Linked DNA regions of Arabidopsis thaliana: region 2 is linked to region 1. Evidence: chromatin contacts called from public capture Hi-C data. All regions are on one chromosome and are shown on one strand. Each heading gives the region's core, a stretch centred on a gene start, on an enhancer-like site or on the middle of the called end of the contact. The rest is flanking DNA. Distances are from core to core; before and after follow the strand shown. Region 1 holds the start of AT4G04085 (a long non-coding RNA gene). Region 2 holds the start of GA1 (Terpenoid cyclases/Protein prenyltransferases superfamily protein).

Evidence for each region. Capture Hi-C pulls out chosen DNA fragments and counts their contacts.
Region 2: a contact with region 1 is called in a capture Hi-C map of seedling, with 2.2 times the contacts expected there. The contact joins the promoter of GA1 here to the promoter of AT4G04085 in region 1. A contact is called at or near these places in 3 of 26 Hi-C or Micro-C datasets (root, seed embryo and seedling) and 2 of 3 other capture datasets (root and seedling).

What each region holds. Positions count from the first base shown.
Region 1 is chr4:1,006,611-1,012,991 of TAIR10.1, forward strand. It overlaps AT4G04085 (a long non-coding RNA gene), which reads left to right and starts at 1,653. Exons shown (of 1, transcript NR_141775.1): 1 at 1,653-2,223. It overlaps AT4G02300 (Plant invertase/pectin methylesterase inhibitor superfamily), which reads right to left. Exons shown (of 3, transcript NM_116463.2): 1 at 5,679-6,381; 2 at 4,912-5,072; 3 at 2,691-3,447. The coding sequence ends at 2,756.
Region 2 is chr4:1,241,057-1,246,949 of TAIR10.1, forward strand. It overlaps GA1 (Terpenoid cyclases/Protein prenyltransferases superfamily protein), which reads right to left and starts at 3,766. Exons shown (of 15, transcript NM_116512.2): 1 at 3,614-3,766; 2 at 2,720-2,791; 3 at 2,522-2,604; 4 at 1,932-2,238; 5 at 1,495-1,678; 6 at 1,082-1,296; 7 at 840-960; 8 at 648-760; 9 at 339-565; 10 at 11-126. The coding sequence starts at 3,710.

The DNA of each region.
Region 1 (6,381 bases), core at 403-2,902:
ATAGTAGTGGTTTTGTTCTTTATAGTCGAATCCGTAATATATGATCGCTAATTAGAAATTGTTATGCGTTCTGCTAAGAAAAGGTTACAATTATTTGAATAATAATGTACGGTAAAAGCGTTACAGCAATGATTGTCATAACTTATCGGCAAGCCAATCACTTGATTTACGGAAAATTATACTAAATGTCGAGGGCCCAAATTATATCACAGGTAAATACTGCTTCACTTTATCTAGACAATTTTCTATATTCTCACAAGTTCCAAACTTTAAACTGTTTCAAATTTGATATTTGATATTTACAAATTGAACTAGAAGTAGTTATTTGCTTGTTTCGGGATAGTGGAGATAGACAAAATGGTCTCGAACAATATTTTTAATAATTTGAGCGAGACCAAGTATCGTTATCTCAACTGGTAAAGATAATAGGTAAAGCTTAGAGGTCGTCGGTTCGAATGACGTTTAAAACGAAATTAATATTATATGTTGTGGTTTCGCGCTTGGAAGGATTACGGATTTTGGCCATAACCTCCTAGTATTCAGAAAATTGTGAGCGAGGTTGGACAATCGGATAGTGATCTTGTAGACGTCAATGTGCATTCTTTTCTTTCCAAATATGGTAAATCCTCGTCTGGAGAGCCAAATGAAACAAGACATAATCGAAAGTTTGAATTTGTTATCGACAAAATTACAACATGGTGTCGAACTGTAGTTTGGTTTTGGCTTAATTTGTGCCGAAAACATTTATGAATACATTCAAACATTTACTGAAAGTGTATGGGGAGATACAAAATGAGATGATCTTTTGATTTTCTCCAACTCACGGCAAAGGAAAGCATGCGAGCATCCTATAACTTTAAAAATTTGTCAAGAGACTCAAAGTTAAACTGTTTTAGATTTTTAATTAGGGTCTCAAATATTTGTCTTTTTCTTTATAATAAAACAAATTTGATGAAAGACAGAATCAATCAAATCCTTTTAATTTACCTGTAGCACATTTTTTATAGCAATTAATCATTATTGATAGTAAAGCATTTGATTCTCATTAATGAATTTCTTGACTTCTTGTGCAGCATGTTTACATGTTCAATCTTTAGGAAATGCAATTGTTCTTTTTTCATAGATTGTGATTTGTGAATACAAACTTTTGGAATGTTTCATTGCCTTTCGGGCTGAGCCATCTATTATATATGAATCCCATATGCGAGTATAATCCATCATTAAGTTTATAATATAAACAAAAATTAAAAATATGTGTTTATTTAATAATTTTAGTTGTACGTAATTTATAGCCAATGAAATCTTAACACAACAATTTTTTTTCTTTTTTAACACAACATTGCTTTAGTGTTATTAGTGAATATTTTCAGAAGTTTAGTCTGCATGAAGAAACGTCCAAAACCCAACAAGGATGCTAAGGCTAGCAATGAGATATATACACTTTACCTTAATATTAACAAGTGAAAAATAAAATAAAAATTGATGCATTTTGAGCCAAAACATTAAGCATGGAAGACATCATGTCTATATATATATATAAGATTTCGTCATTTTTCCTTCTTTTTTTATTCTACATAATTTTAAAATTTGTCGTCCATACACAAGTAAATTAAACGTTTTATGAAAATTATTATAGTTATGTACGTACTATTGTCATGGTGATTCAACCCTTAGGTTTGATCACACGGCCATACTTCTACTTCTTACTCTAAAATGATCTTCCATTTTTGTCCCCCTCATTACATGACCGTGTTCTGTTTCATGATATGCTTATCCGTCTACCATAGTAGGCATTCTCGCATATTCGAATCGCGACTCAACCTCCAAGATATTCCCATGAGTGCGTCCTCGCACAACAGTCCCCATTCCAGATGCCAAATAATTGTTTCCCGACTATTGAAGAATGAATCATAAGACTTAGCTTTTCTTTCTTTGCCGAAGAAAACTCCTTATATTTCTACTCGTCGAGTAAGCTAATCACATGTGGATATTGTTGTTTAAAATTTGTGAGAAATATAGTGATATATGTATAAAATGGATATCAATGTATGTTTGTATATGTATAAGTATAAAGAGTGGCGTTGAATAATAATAATGGAGAGGATGGGAATGTCGTACTTATCATGTGCGCTTCTGTGATGATTCCACATGCATTATGACCCTCCAAAACAAAACAACACGATATAAAGAGGAAAAATATAAAAACCGAACTTTGGATTCATGTTCTTATTCTCCTTTTTCTGCTTCACTGTAAAAGTCTTTCCATTATTGAACAACCTAGAAAACAGATGGTAAAGGCTACAAATTTCATCGGAAATATTAAATTACACATGTGGACAAATAAATAAGTTTCTTTGACCAAATTCTAATATAATTTTTTTCATTTAACTAGTTTAATACTTTAAATTCTACCATATTTTTCTCTATCATATTCACTCAAAATATCAGACTGAAATTAAGAACTCAATTAATCTGCCACAATATACAAAATCTCACTTGGTAATTCGACCTTTGAATCCACATGGCTAAGTAAATATAGCTATGCCACAATATCGATAGACTAGCCATAGCTATATTTACATACTCATGTCGCATTGAATCCAAGGCAGCTTTAAAACAGTACTACACCAATACTATGCATGCAATAAAACTTAACAAGAATGTTGACAAAAAACATTTTAAGTTTAAGTCCAATGTTTACGATACAATATATGATTGTTACAACAGATTGCTTCATTATTATCAAATTTAACGATTAGAAACCAAGACTAAAAGGGATGCCAGTTGAATTTAGCCATGTGCTACCGTCGATAAATGGACCGACTGTGAATTGGGTAGCCTCCGTTTGGTTTTCGATGCGTCTAAAACCAGGCCATGTGACTCGCTTTGCCATGTTTGCCCCAGGCCCTTCATTCATATACTCTCCATAATATAAAGTTTCAAGTGCAAAATCTTTTTTCCCCTCCAACCATCCAGCGGGATGTATAAGATCATCAATAAATGATTTTATGATAACCGTCCTAGAATATTTTCTCCATGGTCGACCTAAGTACGCCTTGAAGTTTTCTTTCACAGGGATCAAATCAGGTGCGGCCAAGATTCTACAATTAAGTATAGATATACCCGTGGGCTGGTCCGACTGATTGCGGCTTTGAGCGGTGAATGCAATTTTATGTCCAGGATTAGGTTTACGAGCATAAAGACTACTATTCTGGAACACAACAGCCGCATTGCCGAATATGAAATCGATTGTACCATATATATCGCATTCTCGATAAAATTGTTTGGCTGAATGAACATAAAGGGTGTCTTGGTAACCATCGAACTCACAACGGTAAAAGGCAGAGTGATCAGAGCCGCTTCGAAAGGCCACAGCCTGTGCTTTGGCCGGTCCTGCAGAATTCACGAATGATATGTCCTTTGCTATGTAGCCTTTACCTTTCACGCCTGCATAAACAATTATGTCATAATTAATACTTTTAGGAAGGTAGAAAAAAAACACAGAAGAAATGTATGAAAATATATTTGATGTGGATAAATCTTTAGGGTGGATTTGTGTAGATAAAAACAGAAAATGGATTTTTATTTGGGCTCAAGATGTAATTTGGTCTAAGCCCATCTTTAGATGAGTATATATATCATGTTCTAACAAGCAATTTCTAAAAATGTGTATTATATTTGGATTGAACAACATGGTCTATTTACATATGCACTTTTATCAAATATATATTCAAGTTGGAATTTCTTTACAATGAATTAATTCTTATCAATTAATTAATATTCCTCACTACTAATATTTCTTTATCTAATATATCTCCATCGATTCTAATTACTTAAAAAAAAAAATTAGGACATTATTAATATTATACTTTTTTAAAGGTTAAATATTATAATTATTTAAAGTTTATTAAACTTTTAGAAAATTTGACGGAAAAACGTTTAGAATATTTATAATATGTGAAATCTATACAAATTAAATAATATACAAATTAAATAACCATTTTAAAAAAATTGATTTGAATTAATAATCTTTTAAGAAAAGTATTGTTAAAAAAAAGTATAACAAAATAATGTTTAGTTTCACCGAATGGGGTTAGATGGTTAGACGGATTTAGAATATTAATAACATGTGAACTTTATAACAATTAAATAACCATTTGATAGAAAACTTTTAAATTGATTTGAATTATATATCTTTTAAATTAAAGTATTATTAAGAATAAATAACAAAATAATGTTTAATTTCACTGAACGGGGTTAGATGGTATGACGGGTTTGAGTCGATAGTAATATTAGATGTTATACTATAGGTGAAATCATAAATATAACAATAAAATAATAATTCTATTATCTAAAACACCAAACAAAACAGAAAATATTAACAAAACAAATATAATTAAATTTTAAGTTAATTTAGTTATAATTTACATTTTAACTTAATGAACTATATGTTATTGTTGCTATAGTTTTAACTAGTAAAAATCAAACATATTAATTGTACACTAAATAATATAGAAATAGATATAAGTGTTGTACATTTAAAAAATACAAAACATTAAACCATATATATTTTTAATCTATTAAACAAATTAAATTTTTATTTTTTTAATAAATATAATCCCAAAATGTATAGCGGGTTAAAATCTACTATCTTTATAAAACTAAATGAAACTAAAACATAGTATTTCTTTCATTTTTCCGACAATTTATTTCTTCAAGAACTAATAAATTTTAGAGTTCCATTAGATTAAATAATTTATAAGACCCAATCAAATCCATGCTATAGACCGGATTCATCTCTCCTCGTTACGACAAATGGCCTTATATAGTTTCTTAAGACATGATTGAGATTTAAGATTAGCTAAGTAAATCATGTTTAGCACTACAAAACCAAGGGATTCAGAGACAAACCTACGGTAGGAGTTTGAAATGTTGACCATCCATCAATGCGGCTGCGGTTTGCTTTTATGACTGTTTTTCCGATACCATCTCCGATAAACATTATCATTGTCTTCTTCTTAGGTAATTCGACGTTCTCAAAATATTCCCCACCTTTTATATAGATAATAAATCTACCCAAAAAAAAAATATTATGTGCATATTAGATTTATAAATAATGGTACTGGACATATACGGAATATCGCGAAAGTATTGAGAATTCTTCTGCAGAATTACTAATAAAATCACATGCATACGGAATAGAATGACGAAATTAATAATCCAACAAAGTGAATAAACAATATATGATCGGTCAAAATTGTGATATTCAACATAACTATATGATCTTAATTTAATGTAGTCAAGTATCAACAAAAAATATATAAAAGTAAATAAATGAACAAAATTGTGATATTCAACATAACTATATGATCTTAATTTAATGTAGTCAAGTATCAACAAAAAATATATAAAAGTAAATTAAATGAACAAAATTGTGCTATTCAACATAACTATATGATCTTAATTTAATGTAGTCAAGTATCAACAAAAACTATATATATATATATATATATAAGTAAATTAAATGAACAAAATTGTTATATTCAACATATACTATATGATCGGTAAATATTGTTAAATCATATCAACATCACTAGGTATTACCATCTTTGTAATTAGTTTTTTTCAAATGTTAACGTTGATACTTGACTACATTAAATTAAGATTTATGTACGTACCTAGTTTCGCTCATGTTGGGAGCAGCAAAGACGGCATCATTAATGGTTGTGAAGTTTCCGGTACCATCAATCGCCACCGAGAGATTGTAATTGGTCTCTTGTACCGGAGCCTCAAGGAGTCTCTGGTCATTCTCTGAGAGCCAACTCGGGTACTCAACGTCAACTTCTGATGATTTCGGGGAAGGTTTCTTCCTGGAAATCACCTGAAGCATATGGAGGGAGTTGCTAAGGTTGTTAGAGATGTCTAAGATGATCTCCTTCAAGTTCTCAGGCAATTCATACGTCATATCATTATTATTCTCATTGTCACTTGTCGAGAAACCATCAAGACACGTATCTTGGTATGTCATGACGTTGGTGAGCAACATGCTGATGTCGTTGAACTCAAGAGAGGAAGATCGAAGATCGGAGACTGCGGTTTCGAGGTCGGAGATGGTGTCATCGAGTAGCCCGAGACAGTCTTCGAATGCGCAACGTTCATAGTGGGTTAGGTTTGGAAAAAGACGGGTTTGGAGGTCGGAGAAGTTGGAGGAAGCGAGATTAACCTTTAAGATGGTTAGGTTTAAGTCCGCGATGATAAGCTCGGGGATGGTTTTGGTTTCGGTTAAACGCTGGGTTTTGTGAGTGGTGTATGATGGTGATTGAGATGAAACAACGGTGGATAAGAAGATTAGGAAAAAGATTAGTGACAGTAAGTTGAAAA
Region 2 (5,893 bases), core at 2,516-5,015, 240 kb after region 1:
TAATATGTACCTATAAAGAGTCTTGCCAATCCAAACGTCGTTTTCTCCACCATATTGATCAATATAGAATCTCGTCTCTACTCGAGGCAAGCTTGCGTACCATGGAATCTCTAACGCAAACCCAATCTATCATGCAAAAAAATATATCGAGATAATTAGAAAACCCATAAAAAAGTAAGAAATAAGAAATTAAACCAAATAAGCAAAAAAGAGCAAACACGCTTTGTCGTGTTCCTCCTCCATCAGATGACCCCAAAACGGCATGCAGTGCGTATGAATGTTTTTTGGAAGCATTTGTAATAACGTGTGTTTTTGGTCTTATATTACATGTAACGTACCTCGCCAGGTAAGTCTTTCATTATAATCCACTTATCAATCAACTCCTCTCTCTCCCGTTTTTCTAGCAGATAATTATAAGAAAACTCTTTGGCGTTTTTCAATATCTCTTCCCTTGGAAACGCCAATTGTGATGCCCGGTATAGGTTGAACATACCGGTTACTGCTTGGTTTGATTGCCCCACAAAGCAGAAAAACTCTCCCTCTTTCTCAAAGTTCTTGAATACATCTAAAATTAAAGAATGAGCGTTTCATTTGGAATTAAATGCTAAAGTAAATAACCAAAAACAAAATATGAGTTACGTTGTTACCTGCGGACACTTGGTATCCATGTTGTCTTAAGAGCCTAAATGCCATGGCTGTATCATCGATGTCTTGGACATGGGAACATCTAGCCCAACATATGCCATTGTCGGTCCAATATCTGATATTTATCATCATCATCATTAGAGTAACCCTAGTTTGGTATACAAATAAAGTTAATACATATAAACGTTTTAAACCTGTGGACATAGTCAAGACACTCTTTAATCTCTTCTTCAAAGTATCTCGATATCCCTAAACGTTGTAACCGATCCACTATCCATATGTGCTCGAAAAGATCCACGGGAAAGACATTGGGAACTAAAAAAATAAAAGAATAATTTAAGCAAAAATAATAAATAGTTAACAAAAATTAGAAGTTATGAGTATATGTCTTCGATAGATACAATATAACAGGAGAAGTGGTTACTCGCTAACAAACCTCCTCCATTGAAACGTTTGACGGCATTTCGCAAATACTCGAGGCAGTTACTGTCTCGGGTCTGCATGAATGCAAAAGCGGTAGAGGAAGGAGAGAAGAGGAAAGATCCGTCTTGAGATTGAAGTTTCAAGAGCTTTTCCCAATCTAAATCACGCATCCCCTCCAAACTATGCAACAATGTTGTTGGTATCTTGTGCATTATCTCTTTTGGTATCCTATAAAAGATCTCACATGTACGACCAAAATCAATTCATATCTTAGTCTATGTATATTACGTATGCAAATATATCATCGTATAACTCTTTTTTTTTGGCTTTGAGTGAAGTACATAGGACCCATCTATATATACTTTGAAATATATTCATATAAAAATAGAATGTTCAAATGTATATTTTTTGGCCCAACACACAAACCTTGTAAGCTTTAGCTCTTTCTTGGCGTATATATCTTTTAAGACCGGAGAATCGTACGGTACATCAATGTTTATTCCTCGAGCTATCTCAAGCAACGATGGGAATGCTACTTCGAATCCGATTGGCATATGCTCATCATTTTCGTCTTCTAGCTTCCCAATATTTTCCCGGAAAAACGTGATTCCTGAAGTAGCCATTGATAAATGTATAAAAGTCATGTATAATACCTACTAAAGTAAACATAAAAAAGATTGAAACTCTTCAAAAGAAGATTGTTGTTTTAACTAGACTAACTTATATAACTATAGTATATAATCAACGTATAAAGTTAAAAAGTTTAGACCACTAAAAAAGTTTGGATTTTCTGCAAAAAGTTAAGATTTTCTTTTTGTTTTCTTGTACTTCAAAATAATAAATAAGACAAATAAATAAATAACCTTTGTTGCATTGATGAGGAAAGAGATTCCATGATCTTAGAGCAACGACGCATGCAAGGGTATTGATGAGACGATCATGATAAGAGAAGAGATACGCATCTCCCCAAGAACCATCGGAAAGTTGGTTCTCGGCGATCCATTTCACGGCGGAGGGAAACGCCGGAGTTTTATCTCCGGCATCGATCAATGCAACCCAAGCTGTATCGTAAGCCGATATCGTAATTTCCCCGTCCGTTAGGTTTCTCAAGATCGTTTTCACACTCTTCACTGCTTCTTTGAATGCATTACTATTACTTCCAACACTAATCTATAATTTAAATGCAAAAAATTATCATCAGCACATACAATCATGAAAAGGTTTGAATTAAACCATGCATATGTATAATTTCATGCATGGAATATATATATAGTCTTGTTACCTTTCGGTGTAAAACATAAGAACTATTTTTTGATGGAATGTAAAGTATAGAATCCGGGGGAAAATGTTTATATCACGGTAAAAAGAATAGGGAAGAATGTAGGAAAATTAAAGTATTATAATATGGATTTTTGTAATTCTAATTGACAAGAAATTTTATTCTAAAAATCACCTGAGGAGCATCTTCTCCTTGAAGCTGTTGCCACTCATGTATTAGAGGCAAATCATGTTGAACCTCTTGAGAATTAATGTATTCTAGACACACACACACACACACAAAAATCATATAATTTTTAGCTTCTTATATAAAAAGGGATGAACTTAGACTTGAAAACATTAAACTTATAAGTAATATTAATAAAATTAGAACCTTGAGTTCGAAGCTTTGAACAATGTATGGAACCGCTTCTGGATTTGTCTCTAGCGACATTGAGAGGAGATCCTATTCAAAAAAGAATGAGACTAGAGGAGTAAGAAAGTAATAATAAAATAATTTGCTTACTATGTTATATAGTAATATAAACTAGTTTTTGGTCGTCAAAACATTAGTTTATGTTTGTTGGCAATTATAATACTAAGATACGAGGTCAATCCATTCTCTAATGAGTACTAGATTCTCTAAACGTACCTTTTGTAATAATTAATTAATTCAAACTGAAAAACTTTTTATATCATATAATATAAAACAGAGTATACACATTTGCATATCGAATTAGAGGAATACATTCTTTCGAAAACAAAATCAACCAAAAATGATGAAGTTTGTTTTGTCCAAAAATCAACAGAGACCTAATAACACCAAAACACATTTTACATTTTTTCTTTTTGGTGGTAAAAACAGAGAAAAACCCATTTCGTAGTTGAGTCAAAGAACCCCAAATATCGAAAAAAGATAAACAAATCGAATTTTTGGGAAAGAAAAAAAAAACAGAGAGAATTTTGGAGAGTGGTTAATGATTCTATAATGCTTTGAAGAAAGAGAAAACAAAAAAAAAAAAATCGAAAGGAAGATGATGATGAGAGATATTTCACGCGTGGGTGTTGAGAGAACATAAAAACAGAGTCATCACTCTAATTTTTGTTTTGTTCTCTAGGGAAAATCAAAAAGACCAAACAAAAATTTCAGTCAAATAATGGATCATGATTAAACCCACAAGAGAATTTCGATTACAAAACTCATTAGATAAAAAAAGTTTGAGACTTTATATAAACAAGTGTGTGATCGTATGTCTCTGACAAGACAAAGAGAGAGAGGATGACTCACCTGAGATGGTAAGGAAAGAAGAAGATATTGTTGTTTTAGTAGAACTGAGAAAGGTTGTACTTGGAATGGAGTTTAGAACATGATACTGAAGAGACATGGCTTTAAAAAGCTCTGTTTTCTCTGTCTAAGTATTTAGTGAAGAAGAGATGATGAAACTATTTGGTGAGAAAGAGAGAGAGAGAGAAGTCTTAATGGGTATTTATAAGGACAGAACCGACTTCACATCAGAGATTGTGTTTCATTTTACTCTTTGAGAAAGAAGAGAGAGAGAGAGAAGGATATGATGCATGGAATGTGTTTTTGTGGGATCTTCCAAAGCTACGGAATTGAAGGGTAAATTTGGCTTTTTCTTCTATTTCCTATTCTCTTGTTTATATCTCTTTTACAACTTGATTTTTTTTTATAAAAATAATGGCATAAGGTCGATATCTTTGAAAGTACACACACACATACACATACGAGGGCTTCTAATCATATCATATCACAAACAATAATTTTTAAGGTCGTAAAAGATAATTAGGAAACAATATTTGTCGTGTGACAAGTCATATATGACTATTGCAATAGAATTATTATAAATTTGTCTTGGTGTAAAAAACAAAAAAAAGGATGGTACTTATCTAGTGTCATATGGTACTAATCTATTTGGGATTCCTTTTTTTGTCAAGTTTAAGATTATTTTGTTTTAATCTTAAGTAACAAATTAGTTTCTGTTTACCGGAAACTCTAAATACATGGATTGATATATTTGTCGTGTGGACAGGTAACAATACATTACTAATATTGCAGTAAATCTTTATAAATGGTATTTGTCTCGGTCTAGATAAGAATTAGAAGTAGATGGTATATTACAATCTCTTGTCAAAACAGTATCAATCTGGTAGTAATTCCTAGTTTGTCAAGTTCAAAGAGGAGTTTTACGATTTCTTCCTTTTACTTACATCTTATCTTAAGACTCTAGACTCTCTCTATCTTTTTCCAGTTTTTCATGGATTCCATACTTATAAAATTAGGAAGTAGAAAGTACACGTGTAGTTATATTATTGCATGTATAACTATTTGAAATTTGAATTACTACCAGTCAAATATAGAGTTGAGACGTTTTTTTTGTTACGTGACAATAGCTTTAAAAATAATTACAGTAGTCTTGCTACTCATCAAATGCCTAAATAAAATAAAATAAAATAATGCCTAAATTATTTATTCAAACATATATATATATATATACGAAATGATATAATTTACATATAGTTATATCAGGAAATGTATTTGTAAACTGTAAAAATCTTTCAACAGATGTTATCATATTTTGTGATATATAACGAAATGATATACTATAGTTTTGGAAAACAACAAATCACTAAATGATACATGGTTGATCGAATTTGCAAAATTATCAATTTTAGGAGAAATTATTTTTGATAACGGTTTATAACGATACTCATAAATAATTGATCGTTAACGTGCATACAATAAAATTAACGAATTCCAACATTTCTATAAATTACATTTGACTCAAATATGTCAAACATGAATCTCACTTAATGTCAAACAATATGTTATTGAATGAAGTACTACCGTTCGGAAAAACGATAAATCATTAAATGACATGTGGTAGATTAGGTTTGCAAAATTAACATTTTCAGGAGAAAAAATTTCTAATAACGGTTTATAACGACAACAATAAATACTTGATCGTTAACTTGACCATACATAGTATTAACGAATTCGAACATTCCAACAAAACGCATTTGATGCAAATATGCCAAACATGAATCTCATTTAATGTCAAACGACATGTAATGAAATACTACAGTTCGGAAAAACGACAAATCACTAGATGACATATGGTAGATCAAGTTTGCAAAATTCATATTTTCAAGAGAAGAAATTCCTAATAATGATTTATAACGATAATAGTAAATAGTTGATCGTTAACTTGACCACACTTAAAATTAACAAATTTGAGCATTACAACAAAACGCATTTTATGCAAATTTTTCAAACATGAACCTTATTTAATGTCAAATGATACGTAATGAAAAATAAATACTACGTACGATTCTAGAAAAACGCAAATCACTAAATGACACGTGGTAGATCGAGTTTGCAAAACTAATTTCAGGAGAAAAAAGTTATAATAACGGTTTATAACGACAATAATATATAATTGATCGTTAACTTGACCACACATAAAATTCACAAATTCGAACATTCCAACAAAACGCATTTGATGCAAATTAGTCAAACATGAACCTTATTTAATGTCAAACGATATGT